4 separate regions of the Mus musculus genome follow, and regions 1, 3 and 4 are each linked to region 2. A link is a contact called in public ChIA-PET and Hi-C data. All regions are on one chromosome and are shown on one strand. Each heading gives the region's core, a stretch centred on a gene start, on an enhancer-like site or on the middle of the called end of the contact. The rest is flanking DNA. Distances are from core to core; before and after follow the strand shown. Region 1 holds the start of Ubl3 (ubiquitin-like 3). Region 2 has its middle 11 kb from the start of Gm36405. Region 3 overlaps Slc7a1 (solute carrier family 7 (cationic amino acid transporter, y+ system), member 1). Region 4 has its middle 57 kb from the start of Ubl3.

Evidence for each region. A called contact is a pair of places that touch in the nucleus more often than the background predicts. ChIA-PET counts read pairs in DNA pulled down with a chosen protein or histone mark.
Region 1: a contact with region 2 is called in an RNA polymerase II ChIA-PET map of memory CD8 T cells, with 40 read pairs. The contact joins the promoter of Ubl3 here to the enhancer-like site in region 2. A contact is called at or near these places in 1 of 39 promoter capture datasets (the C10 cell line), 10 of 115 datasets of contacts at active chromatin or transcription factors (the SCID.adh cell line, bone marrow-derived macrophages, effector CD8 T cells and 7 more) and 3 of 9 other capture datasets (adipose tissue, liver and macrophages).
Region 3: a contact with region 2 is called in a Hi-C map of bone marrow-derived macrophages, with 19 read pairs. The contact joins two enhancer-like sites. A contact is called at or near these places in 1 of 484 Hi-C or Micro-C datasets (bone marrow-derived macrophages) and 1 of 115 datasets of contacts at active chromatin or transcription factors (embryonic basal ganglia).
Region 4: a contact with region 2 is called in an RNA polymerase II ChIA-PET map of memory CD8 T cells, with 10 read pairs. The contact joins two enhancer-like sites. A contact is called at or near these places in 1 of 484 Hi-C or Micro-C datasets (bone marrow-derived macrophages) and 2 of 115 datasets of contacts at active chromatin or transcription factors (effector CD8 T cells and memory CD8 T cells).

Annotation. Positions count from the first base shown.
Region 1 is chr5:148,551,433-148,554,132 of GRCm38.p6, reverse strand. Ubl3 (ubiquitin-like 3) reads left to right here and starts at 1,345. Exons shown (of 5, transcript NM_011908.2): 1 at 1,345-2,180. The coding sequence starts at 2,154.
Region 2 is chr5:148,819,322-148,822,021 of GRCm38.p6, reverse strand. No RefSeq gene overlaps it. Among named protein-coding and RNA genes, the nearest start is that of Gm36405, 11 kb to the right of the region's middle. Within about 2 kb of position 1,416, at least 87 of the 459 cell types and tissues checked have an H3K27ac peak or open chromatin away from gene starts, as enhancers often do. A contact at or near this core is called in bone marrow-derived macrophages, effector CD8 T cells, extraembryonic endoderm stem cells and 1 more, where this site is marked.
Region 3 is chr5:148,378,240-148,380,939 of GRCm38.p6, reverse strand. All of the region lies in intron 1 of Slc7a1 (solute carrier family 7 (cationic amino acid transporter, y+ system), member 1), which reads left to right. Among named protein-coding and RNA genes, the nearest start is that of Slc7a1, 20 kb to the left of the region's middle. Within about 2 kb of position 1,294, at least 86 of the 459 cell types and tissues checked have an H3K27ac peak or open chromatin away from gene starts, as enhancers often do. A contact at or near this core is called in bone marrow-derived macrophages, where this site is marked.
Region 4 is chr5:148,494,182-148,496,881 of GRCm38.p6, reverse strand. No RefSeq gene overlaps it. Among named protein-coding and RNA genes, the nearest start is that of Ubl3, 57 kb to the left of the region's middle. Within about 2 kb of position 1,446, at least 136 of the 459 cell types and tissues checked have an H3K27ac peak or open chromatin away from gene starts, as enhancers often do. A contact at or near this core is called in bone marrow-derived macrophages, effector CD8 T cells and memory CD8 T cells, where this site is marked.

The sequences.
Region 1 (2,700 bases), core at 96-2,595, 270 kb after region 2:
CTGAAATAGGGAAGCCACATTGGGGTGAGCCTGGGCCTCTGTTTTCCTCTACGTTTGGATTCTTAGGGAGTTGGGTCTGTGATGTAGGCTCCTAGGAGTGTATGGAATGCCTTCAGCCAGGCCGCCACTCAAGAGACAAGTAGGTCCTCTGAAGTGTCCCGTGAGTTCCCGTCCGATGAGGGAACACGTGACTGGGGAGATGGTTCTGGGGAATGACGCAGGCTCCTAGACAACAGGGACTGCATAGCTCACGTCTGAACTCTCAGTGGCCGCAGAGCCTGTGGTGCACCTGTGCGTCGAGAGAGAAAGAGGATGAGTAGCCACCGTTCACGTCAGAAGATGTGCTGTTATTTACAAAACGATGTATGTGCCATGCATGAAATCATCCTTAACAGCACCCAGACTTTAGCCCTGGAAGGTAGGCAAGGCTGCCTTTAGGTGAGGTCACAACTGTAGGTGGGTGTAATAGTATCGTGTGGAGACTGCCCTTCCGAAAGGTCTGAGATATGAATAAGGCTCAACTGAATACTTGTGGTTTCTGTATTCTGATCCTAGATCCGTGGTAGACATTATTTTTTCACCTAAATATTCTAGCATCGGCATTATATTATGCTGTTTTAAATTCACAATACAATTACGTCACCGGGTCAAACAGGGGCTAGGCTGGGAAGTGGTGAATCTACATGTAGTCTCCACTACCACTATATAGTTTCTGGTCATTTCAATTAAGCGGATTGCAGCTTTATGGCCCTAGGACTTCAGGAAACGTGTGTTCAGACATTGCCTCTGCTTCACAAGAGTCTTGTTTCTGTTGAACTTCCACGGCCTTATTGGAAATCAATGATTGTTTCTGATCTTCAAACTGTCATGTTGAGGAGACCTAAAGATTAACTCACTCAATAAAATGGTTTGAGATTGCAGGATGTGGAGAACTTGCAATGATTAAAACACATGCTTCTGCACCACGGTGTGTCCTATTTTAACTGTGTCTACACAGTGCGCGAGGGAATTTCTCCGTGCAAGTTGTTTTCCTCCAACAATCCGCGTGATCATGGCATTTCTGGACACAGGTAGGGACTGACTCCAGAGCAAGAGCCTCTAAACTGAACCGAGACAAGGGCGCTATCCTTTCCTAGCAACTGTTGCTATGCGGGGGCGTGGCATCGATGCGGGCAAGGACGCCCCGGAGGCCCCTTCCCCTCACCTGCACAAACTACATTTCCCATGATGCTCCGAGAGGGCTCCGTTGTGACGAACGGAACAAGCGCAGACGGGGGCGGGGGAGGTGGGGGGCGCTATTCCCAAGTCGGCTCTCGGGCACCAGCAGGGGCCACCGCCGCCATGTTGGGCTGAGGCGATGACAGGAGGCGGCCGGGGCGTGTGGGATTGAGAAGTGGAGGAGGAGGCGGAGAGTCAGGGCTCTGAGGGGGAGCTGTTCCCAAGCTAAGGGAGGAGCCCCCGGAAGACGCTGCGGAAGGCAGGCAGCGAGGCGGAGGCGGCCGGAGCCCAGACGCGATGCGGCCCGACCGGCGCGGCTGCGCTGAGGCGCCCGCGGCCTGAGCCCCCCCGGCGCTGCGCTCGGTTCGGCTCGGCCCAGTTCGGCTCGGCTCGGCTCGGCGGCTGGCGAGGTCGATGCCCTTGAGCGCGGCTGCGCGCAGCCCGGCTGTGCGGCCCCGCGGCGCGCGCTGAGCTTCTCGGCGGCCCCGGCCGCTTTCAGCTCGGCGCTCGATGTGTAGCCACATAGTTATCTGTACACTTCGTCGCCGGGGCTTTAATGAGGACCTGAGTCGCGAGCGCGTGTGAATCACCGCCTGGGCCGGGGAAAGAGGACGGCGCATTTAACCCCCTCCCACCCCGCTCCATGTCCGTGTGTCACTCGGCTCTGTCCACCTGGCGCGGCGGGTCCTGGAGCTGCTACTGCTGCTGACGATCGGCTCCCCTCGCGCCTCTCGCCCCAGAAGCTCTTGTGCTCCCACGTAACTTCTACTTTTTTTTTTAATTTTTATTTTTTTTTTCATTTTTGGGAAAAGCTCAGCACAAACCGATCAGAATTGTGAAGGTTCTTTTTTATTTTTTCCGTAGTTCCAGCACTTCTGCTCTTGCTTTTTGTTTTGTTTTCTGCGTAAACCTCTGGCCCACTCTCAAAAGGCAAGATGTCCAGTCATGTCCCGGCGGATATGGTAAGTGAACGATAAGTTCCGACGTTCGGATTGTAGTGTGGTTTCCAATCTTATTTAATCGGAAGACGACGCTGGCGTCGGGGCGAAGGTTTCTGGGGCCCGGCGGGGGTGAGAAATGGGGGGCACTTCTGGAAAAGCCAATCTACTTGGCTTTGGAGAAGTTGGCTCTTCTGCCCCCCTCCCCCCTTTTCTTTTAGGAAGCACTGGTTTTTGGTGTGGTTTTGCAGCTTTTTCTTTCTTTTTTTCTTCTTCTTTTTTTTAAAACCACTGGGAGTCACTGGTTCGGTTGTGTTTCCTAAGTCGCCGGAGGCAGGGAAATGCAGTGGAAGCGGAGGAAATTCCTTCCCGATTGCTAGAAGGCTTTCAAGGCTTGGATTTAAACGCTTCGGGAAAACGTCAAGGGCTGTGTGGACACGGCCGGGGACGGGCGGCGAGCTGGATACCTAGGGTAGGAAGAGGCTGTCTGGCTCAGTGACAGACAAGATCGTTCAGACGTAGGTGCACACTTGATACATTTCAG
Region 2 (2,700 bases), core at 167-2,666:
CTGAAGCTCCTTTCTCTGATGATAACTCCAGCTTGTGCCAAGTTGACACACAAAACCAGCCAGTACATCTCCTAATGGTTTTATGAAGTTGCGTCTCGTTTCTATTCCTCCACAGGACGCAGGTAGAAAGATCAGAGAAAGGCTAGATTCCAGCCACCCCAGTCTCTACCTCTCTTAAACCAGCAAAGGATACCTCTTAATTGTATGTTAAAATCAAGGGGGCTGCAAGGCTGTGCTTTCTTTAAGGTTCTAGATAACTTGTTCTGTGTCTCTTCTGGCCACTTCCGATACCTTCCCTGATGTATCTCATCTCTTGGATGCACCCTTACCTCCAATTTTATGTATTTTTCCCTCCCTGGGTAAGTCTGCCTTTACAATGTCCATTCTGACCTAGACATGACAGCCATTGGACTAAGGGTCCACACTAGCCCTGTGTAGCACTATTTTAATTTTAATGTGATTAGTGACATTTGGAACAATCTTTTTTCCCCCTCTGAGACAAGGTTTCTCTGTGTAGCCCTGGACACGGGGATCTTTCTGTGTCTGCACCCCCCCCCCCCCAGTGCTGGGATCAAAGTCATGCACCACCACTGGCCAGTTGAAACAATCTTATTTTCTGATGGAATCACATTAAAAAGCTTAGACTTGGATATGTGTCTATTTTAGAGGGTCACAATTCACCCCCTTACAGATGTTCCAGTGATTTTGAGTTCACACTGAATATAAATAAAGGTGGGGAAAACTGACTTGCTCAAACCCCCAAAGAGAAGGTACGAGGGCTCAACGATGGGAGGCAAATTAAGAGGGAAAAGGGAGGCGGCCCCTTGTTTGGACTTCAAACACAGATGCTAGACCCTTGCTTGTGGTCTCCTGGGATGTCCTGCCAGATGCTGACCCCTGGGCCAGGGGACTCAAAGCACTGTATTCTCCAGCGTCTCCTTGGATTATATTTAATGAATTGGCCATCAGCTCTCACTCTAACGGCCTTCATCCTCGACCCCCAACAAAAAGAAGAGCAACAGCAGCATCAACAAATTCTGACCGATAACGACTCAAGCCAAACCAAACCCCCCCAACCCCCCTCCCCCGCCTGCCACCCCCGAATTGAAAACCACCTTTGATGGCCTGGATGCGGTTATCACAATAATTGTCTGCAGAGAAGAACGGGATGGCACCAGAGACCTGTCAGGAGGCGACAGGAAGCAGAGGCAGCATGACTTATTGTTGGTGACACGGATTCATCTTATTAAGGAGTAATGAATGGGTTAGCTCGGCAATTAATCACCAAAGCCTACTCCCCGGAGCTAGGAGAAACGGGAAGTGCCGAAATAAAGACAAGAAGAAAAGCTGTCACAGAGGCAGCGCGCTTTTCACGGATGGAGCTGGCTGACGGAGCCACGTGTTGCGGTCACCTGGAGGGATGTGTGAGTCAGAATCAGCGGTGCTGAGGCGCACTGCCTGACCCGGGCAATCAAGTCCTTGAGGGGTGAACCCGGGAAATCGCGTTTTTTCTGGCGCTCCTGAGATGATTCAGTGCAGCTAAGCTTTGGCACACTGAGAGAGGGGGGAGGGGGAAGGAGGGAGAGAGGGAGGCTAGAGCATACCCCCCATGTCCCTTAACCTCCCCCTACCCCCCACTTACGTCAATGATGCTGGCTCACCCGGGCCAGGCACCAGGATGCTACTTACTTGCTGCACCATTACCTCTGGTTAGCCGGGTTATTCTGAGAAAATGATTTTGATGAGGTCATTTTGGGGTGACTGTTTTATACCAAAAGGCCCTCAACAAAACATGAAAGCGGAGTTTTATGGCCTGAGCCTTCAGCACCCCACTTCCTAAAGACAGTGTGGCCTACGTGTGGGTAGAGAGCATTGGCTTCATTTGTGACTTGGGTAGGAAACAGTTGAGAACTTGGTGGTTTCTATAAGCACTGAAATGTCCTCAACTCAGGACAAATACAAGCATGTCACACTGTCCCCTGTTTCAGGCTGCTGCAATAGAATACGTGAGACTGGGTGTTTCACGAAGAGCAGAAATTGTTATACCATAGAGGCTGGGAAGGTCAGATGCACCGGTGTCAGGGAAGGTGCACAGCTAAGCACCTTCACCCTGCTCTCCCGTAGTTAAGGTGGAAGCAGGGCAGCGCGAGATAGCAGCAAATGGGCTGAGTTTTCATCTGTGAGGAAGCCATTCCTTCAAAAGGACAGTACTCCATTTGGATTTGATTGCCTCCCAAAGATCTCACTTCTCAACGTATTTGTGTTGAGGACCTAATTCTCAACATGTGGACTTGAGGGAGACACCTTCCAACCACAGTGCCTCGGTAGTAAACTAGTAGTGGCAAATTGCCAAGAGACTTCCTCCGAGAGGAGGTTCTTTCAAAGGACACTGTGGGTGGAACCTCAGAGCCGTGTCTGCCTATTGGCTCGTGGCCAAGTCCATTTTGCACCCTACCCAATGACACAGCAAAGGAAGGCGCAACCTGTGCTAGCAGGGGTCATTCTCTTTGGTTTGTCTCCCTGTCTGACACCTGCTCAGTCCCCTCATGGTTGTTTTACACCTTTATCTCCCAACACTGGCCAGAGAATTGCCCTAAATTTGAGACCAGTCTGGTCAACAGAGTGAGTTCCAAGCCATCCAGAGCTATAGAGTGAGGTCCTGTGTCAAAAATAAAAAACAATAAAACAAAAACAACAAAA
Region 3 (2,700 bases), core at 45-2,544, 440 kb after region 2:
GAACGTAATTCTTCCAGGAGTCCTTGGAGGTGGTAACTTATAGTTTGTCAGGTGTCGGGTTTCTAGACCTCTGCTCTTAAGCATCTGTTCCTGTATTCATTACGGCAGCAGGTGTTGGTTAAGAGTCTGTGACTGTTGGTCACCACCAGCTTGACTGGACCTCGACACCTAAGAGATGTGTACTCGCGCAGGGCATTTATTTCTGGGAAGGTTTAAACTTTATATGCCCCAGTACAGGGGAACGCCAGGGCCAAAAAGGGGGAGTGGGTGGGTAGGGGAGTGGGGGTGGGTGGGTATGGGGGACTTTTGGTATAGCATTGGAAATGTAAATGAGCTAAATACCTAATAAAAAATGGGGAAAAAAAAAGGGGGAAGACTCACCCTAGATGTGGGTGGCAGCATTCTGTGACCTGGGGTCCTGACTGAATAAATGGGAAAGAAAGGACGAGGTAGCTCTGAGATTAAGGACACTGTTTGTGGCTAGGTGGCGATGCATGCACTCAGGAGGCAGAGGCAGGTGGATATCCGTGGGTTCGAGGCCAGCCTGGTCTTCAAACTTGAGTTCCAGGACAGCCAGAGCTACACACAGAGAAACACTGTCTCGAAAAACCACAAAAAAAAAAAAAAAAAAAGTAGCACTGGTTGCTCTTGCAGAGGACCTGGGTTCAATTCCCAGCTCTTACACGGCAGTTCATAAAGGTCTGTAACTCCAGTTCCAGGTGGTCCAACGCCCTCTGCTGGCCTCCACAGGCATTGCATGCACAGGGTGCCCGGACATACTCAGGCAAAACACATAAAATACAATTAAAATGCTCTTTGCCTCCCGACTATGGACTCTGACCCTCACCTTCCATTCTTGCCACCATGGCTTCCCCACTATGATGAACTGCACCCCCCAAGTCATGTGCCAAAAAGCCATTCATCCTTAAATTGCTTCCATTAGGGGATTTTTGTCAGTGATGAGGAAAGTCAGCGATACAGTGCCCCAAGGTGACGCTCTTAGCTAGCAAGTGTCTGCCCCTGGTGGCCATACGTCCTTCTCGGGGTTCTGTGGATAACTGTGATAACACAAGCAGTTGGTGTGCACCCCATTTCCGTAGACCAAGTGAGCTCTCGGGAGTGACACATTGTGGCAATGACTTTCATCCCTTTAAACACGCAGCCAATGCTTGGTGGCAACCTTTCCTAGTTCCTCTTTTTGATCCACCCTCCTTTGCTTTGCCCCCACCCTCCTTTGTGTTTCTGAAATAATTTGTGTGATTGGCTATTCCTTCCTTGGCTGATTCGCTGAAGTAGGCTCCTCTGCCACGTGTGTAGCGCCTCCCTTCAGCCCCACCAGTTAAAAGAGGAAGCTGTTGGTCGCTCTCTTGATCTGGGGAATGTGCCTTTGCAGGAGGCAGCTGCCACCGCCGGCTCAGGGTCTAGGCCTCGCAAGGTGGAGTGAGACCAGGGCTGCCAACAACATACATCAAGTTAAAATACTAGGTGCCCAGTTAAATTTGTGGTGACTATATTTTTCATATCTCCCCCAACCCCTCCTTGACAACAGATGGTTAAATAAAGCCCAGTATGCTTACTACCACCTAGAACCCAGAATAACTTGAATGATTTGGGAATTTTCTTTTTAGTTACACTTGGAACATAATGATGCTACATTCAGGGCATAGTTACCTTAGACTTATGCTTAAAAAAAAAATCCCATTACAGATGGTTGTGAGCCACCACGTGGTTGCTGAGAATTGAACTCAGGACCTCTGGAAGAGCAGTTGGTGCTCTTAACCACTGAGCCATATCTCCAGCGCCTATCCTCTGGAAGATCTCTTGGTGCTCAAATTCAGAGGAATAGTGTTTTGAAAGACATATCCAAAATACATGGGTGCCTGAGCAGTGTGTGGGGTGTTTACATTAGTGAGGGATTTAGAGCTTGTTGCCTGGTACCGTCTTTCCAGGAAAGGCTCAGCAGCACCTTCCAGATACCACAGGATGTGTGTGGACCATGGTCAAGGTCATGGGCCATGGTCAAGGTCATGGAGCATCCTGGAAGCACTGCCAGGGTGAATGTCACTGTTGGGGGTGGAAGGCGGGCACAAAGTGGCTGTCTTAGTCAGGGTTTCTATTCCTGCGTAAATATCATGACCAAGAAGCAAGTTGGGGAGGAAAGGGTTTATTCAGCTTACACTTCCACATTGCTGTTCATCACCAAAGGAAGTCAGGACTGGAACTCAAGCAGGTCAGGAAGCAGGAGCTGATGCAGAGGCCATGGAGGGATGTTACTTACTGGCTTGCTTCCCCTGGCTTGCTCAGCCTGCTCTCTTATAGAACCCAGGACTGCCAGCCCAGGGATGGCACCACCCACAAGGGGCCCTCCCTGCTTGATCACTAATTGAGGAAGTGCCCCACAGCTGGATCTCATGGAGGCATTTCCTCAACTGAAGCTCCTTTCACTGTGATAACTCCAGCCTGTGTCAAGTTGACACACAGAACCAGCCAGCACAGTGGCATTACCTCTGTTATTTCAGTAGAAAAGCCTTTGGTGGACTTCCAGCTTTGTCCTCTGAGAATTTCGTTGGCCAGTATCTTGGAGCAGGCCTTTGCCTTGGGTCTTTTGCTTCGCTTGATGGTCTGGGTGTGCCGAGAGCAGCCTCCTCTGGTTGCCAGGTCAAGGATTTAGAGTGTTTGATCTCCTCGGTAGCTTTTATT
Region 4 (2,700 bases), core at 197-2,696, 330 kb after region 2:
CCTCACTCAGGACCAATCAGCTTAAAGGTTAGCTGATGATACTTTGTCTAGTTAGACAGAAATATTGTACTGCATCACTGCTTGCCTTTGAACTTTTGAACCTGGTTCTTCCTATAAAAAGCCAGCCCTGAGAGCAAACTAATACCGCAATTAGGCTACCGAGACCTTTTTTTTTTTTTTTTTTTTCCTGGTCTGGAATGTTCAGTATTAGGGTGTGAGTTCAATAAACTATTCTCTTTTTTAAAAGATTTATTTATTATATTTATATGCGTACACTGTAGCTGTTTTCAGACACACCAGAAGAGGGTATCAGATTCTATTACAGATGGTTCTGAGCCACCATGTGGTTGCTGGGATTTGAACTCAGGACCTCTGGAAGAGCAGGCAGTGCTTTTAACCACTGAACCATTATTTGGGGGGAAAACTGGTTAAAAAATTACTGCTAGCATTAATATATACAAAACATTAATAATCATTTTTTACACTGTGGTCTTTCTTGTCATTTTCATGGTTTTATTGATGGTGGTGGTTTGGGCTGAGACTGGGCCTGTTACTGAGACTGCCTAGAACTGCTAGTTATCCTCCTGCTTCAGCCCTCTGAGTACTAGGATTACTAATGTGACCCACCGTGCATGGCTATTGGTCTGCTTAAAATGACGATTCCGCCCTCTGTCGGTAAGGTTGCTCTGACATGCTCTTCCCATATGTCTGCATCAGCTCCTCCCTGATGCCTTCTGATCACATGGACAGCTTGTGACGGGGTAACGGCCTCAGTAGCCCTTCCCTTCAGTGATTTGTAGACATTACTTTGTTGTTTAAGGGCTTTGATTGTTGTTTGATTTTTGGTTTGGGTTTTTTAAGACAGGGTTCCTCAGTGTAGCCCTGGCTGCCCTGGAACTCACTCTGTCAACCATGCTGGCCTCGAACTCAGATCCACTTACCTCTGCTAACTGAGTGCTGGGATTAAAGGTATGCAGCATCACACCCAGCTATCAGCTTTGATATTGTAAAAGAACACAAGCTAGTCTGAGTTGTTTCTGTTGCAATTGATTTTTTTTTGTTCCTGGATACCTGGACATTTCCTAGTTTGTCTTGGCATAGAAACTTCAGCACCAAAATTCCCAAGAACACAAGGTATACCTTCAGTCTATGGGTTGAATTCTATCTGGAAGATTTGTGCACACACACACATGCACACGCCTTCCCGTCCTCCTCCTCTCTTCTTCTATTGCCCAGGTAGCCAGGTAGACATTCCTGGGCTAAAGCAAACCCCACACCCGACCCCATCTCGGAGTTCCTAGAGCCGTAAGAGCAGAGAGCCCACCAGGCCAGACTTTGGTACTCCCCTTGTGGAAGTCCCGTGACCCCTCGCCAGCCCTCTGCGTCAACGCCCCGCCCCTTTCTTCTTGGGCTTTCCTCAGTGCCTGTCTAGTCTCTCCTCTGCGTGTGTGAACAGTCCCATGGTCTTCATTTGCACTTCCTCTCACTTCCGTACTGCTTTCTTTTGTCAGCACTTGGGTTCTCAGCTGACGTCTAGGGCTTTGATCTTTTTTTTTTTTTTTTCCAACTTTACATGCTTGCTTCCTGATTACAGTAGTCTAGAGTTTGAGGAAATGGCATGGGCGTGGGTGGGGGAGGGGTGGCTGAAACCTGCTGGTGTGACCCTGGACCCTGTTGCCTAGCTGGAGAAATGTTGCTAATGTCCCCGCGTGGGCTTGCCCTCAGCCTTCAGCTGATCTCCTACACTCGTTTCTGGTAGGATGCCCCTTCAAGCTTCCCTTTCTATCATCTTCCCGATCCTCTACTCCCCCACCTGCTCAGATCTCATATCGCCCCTTGACTCCTAGGAAGTCTTCTTTGAGAAGTCCTTTTATTTATCTCTCATTTTGCTTGTCAGGATGAAGGGGAAGAGCCTGCTGATACTCACAGTCCACGCAATCCCTTGCTTCTCTAATGATTTTGATGGCAATAGATTAATTATACAAAACAGTAGGTTTCATTGTGAGCTGTCTCATTCAAAGCACGTACAGATAATGTCCTTTGATCATATTCTTCAACCCTTCCCCCTTTCTAAAAAATCTCCCTTTTACTTCTATGTCTCCTGGGGAACCAAGAAAGGCCTGAGTGACCATGTAAGGGGCAGATAAGCCCTGAGGGATGGGTATCATTGACCAGGGCGAGTGCCTCAGATCTATGGAAACTGGCAAAGTCTTTCTTTAGGGTAGACATTAAGAGTATGCAAAAAAATAAAAAAGAACAAAACAAAAATACTAACAGCTGTAGGGATCTGTTCCCAGATTGTTGCAACCTGAGAGAGCTGACCTACAGAGCCCTCCTACCAAAACAGTTAGCTCCTCTCCTACAGAGCCCGCCCACCAAAACAGCTAGCTCCTCCCTCTACAGAGCCCTCCCACCAAAACAGCTAGCTCCTCCCCCTGTGCGGTACAAAATACGTGCGAAGGTTCCAGGCTGTTGGTGCTGCTCCAGGAGAGGAATCAAGCTCACCCGATCCCAGCTTTTCTCTATGTGTGTCTGTGTGTCTGTCCTCTGGGATCAAGTCCATAGACATGTCTTTTACTGGTTTTGACCTCTAGAGTTTGCCTGTAAGAGAAAACACACATTTGTCTTTCTGAGTTTGGCCTGCTTTACTCAATGTTCAATGCAATGACTTCCATTTTCCAGTAATGTTACTGTTCCAGA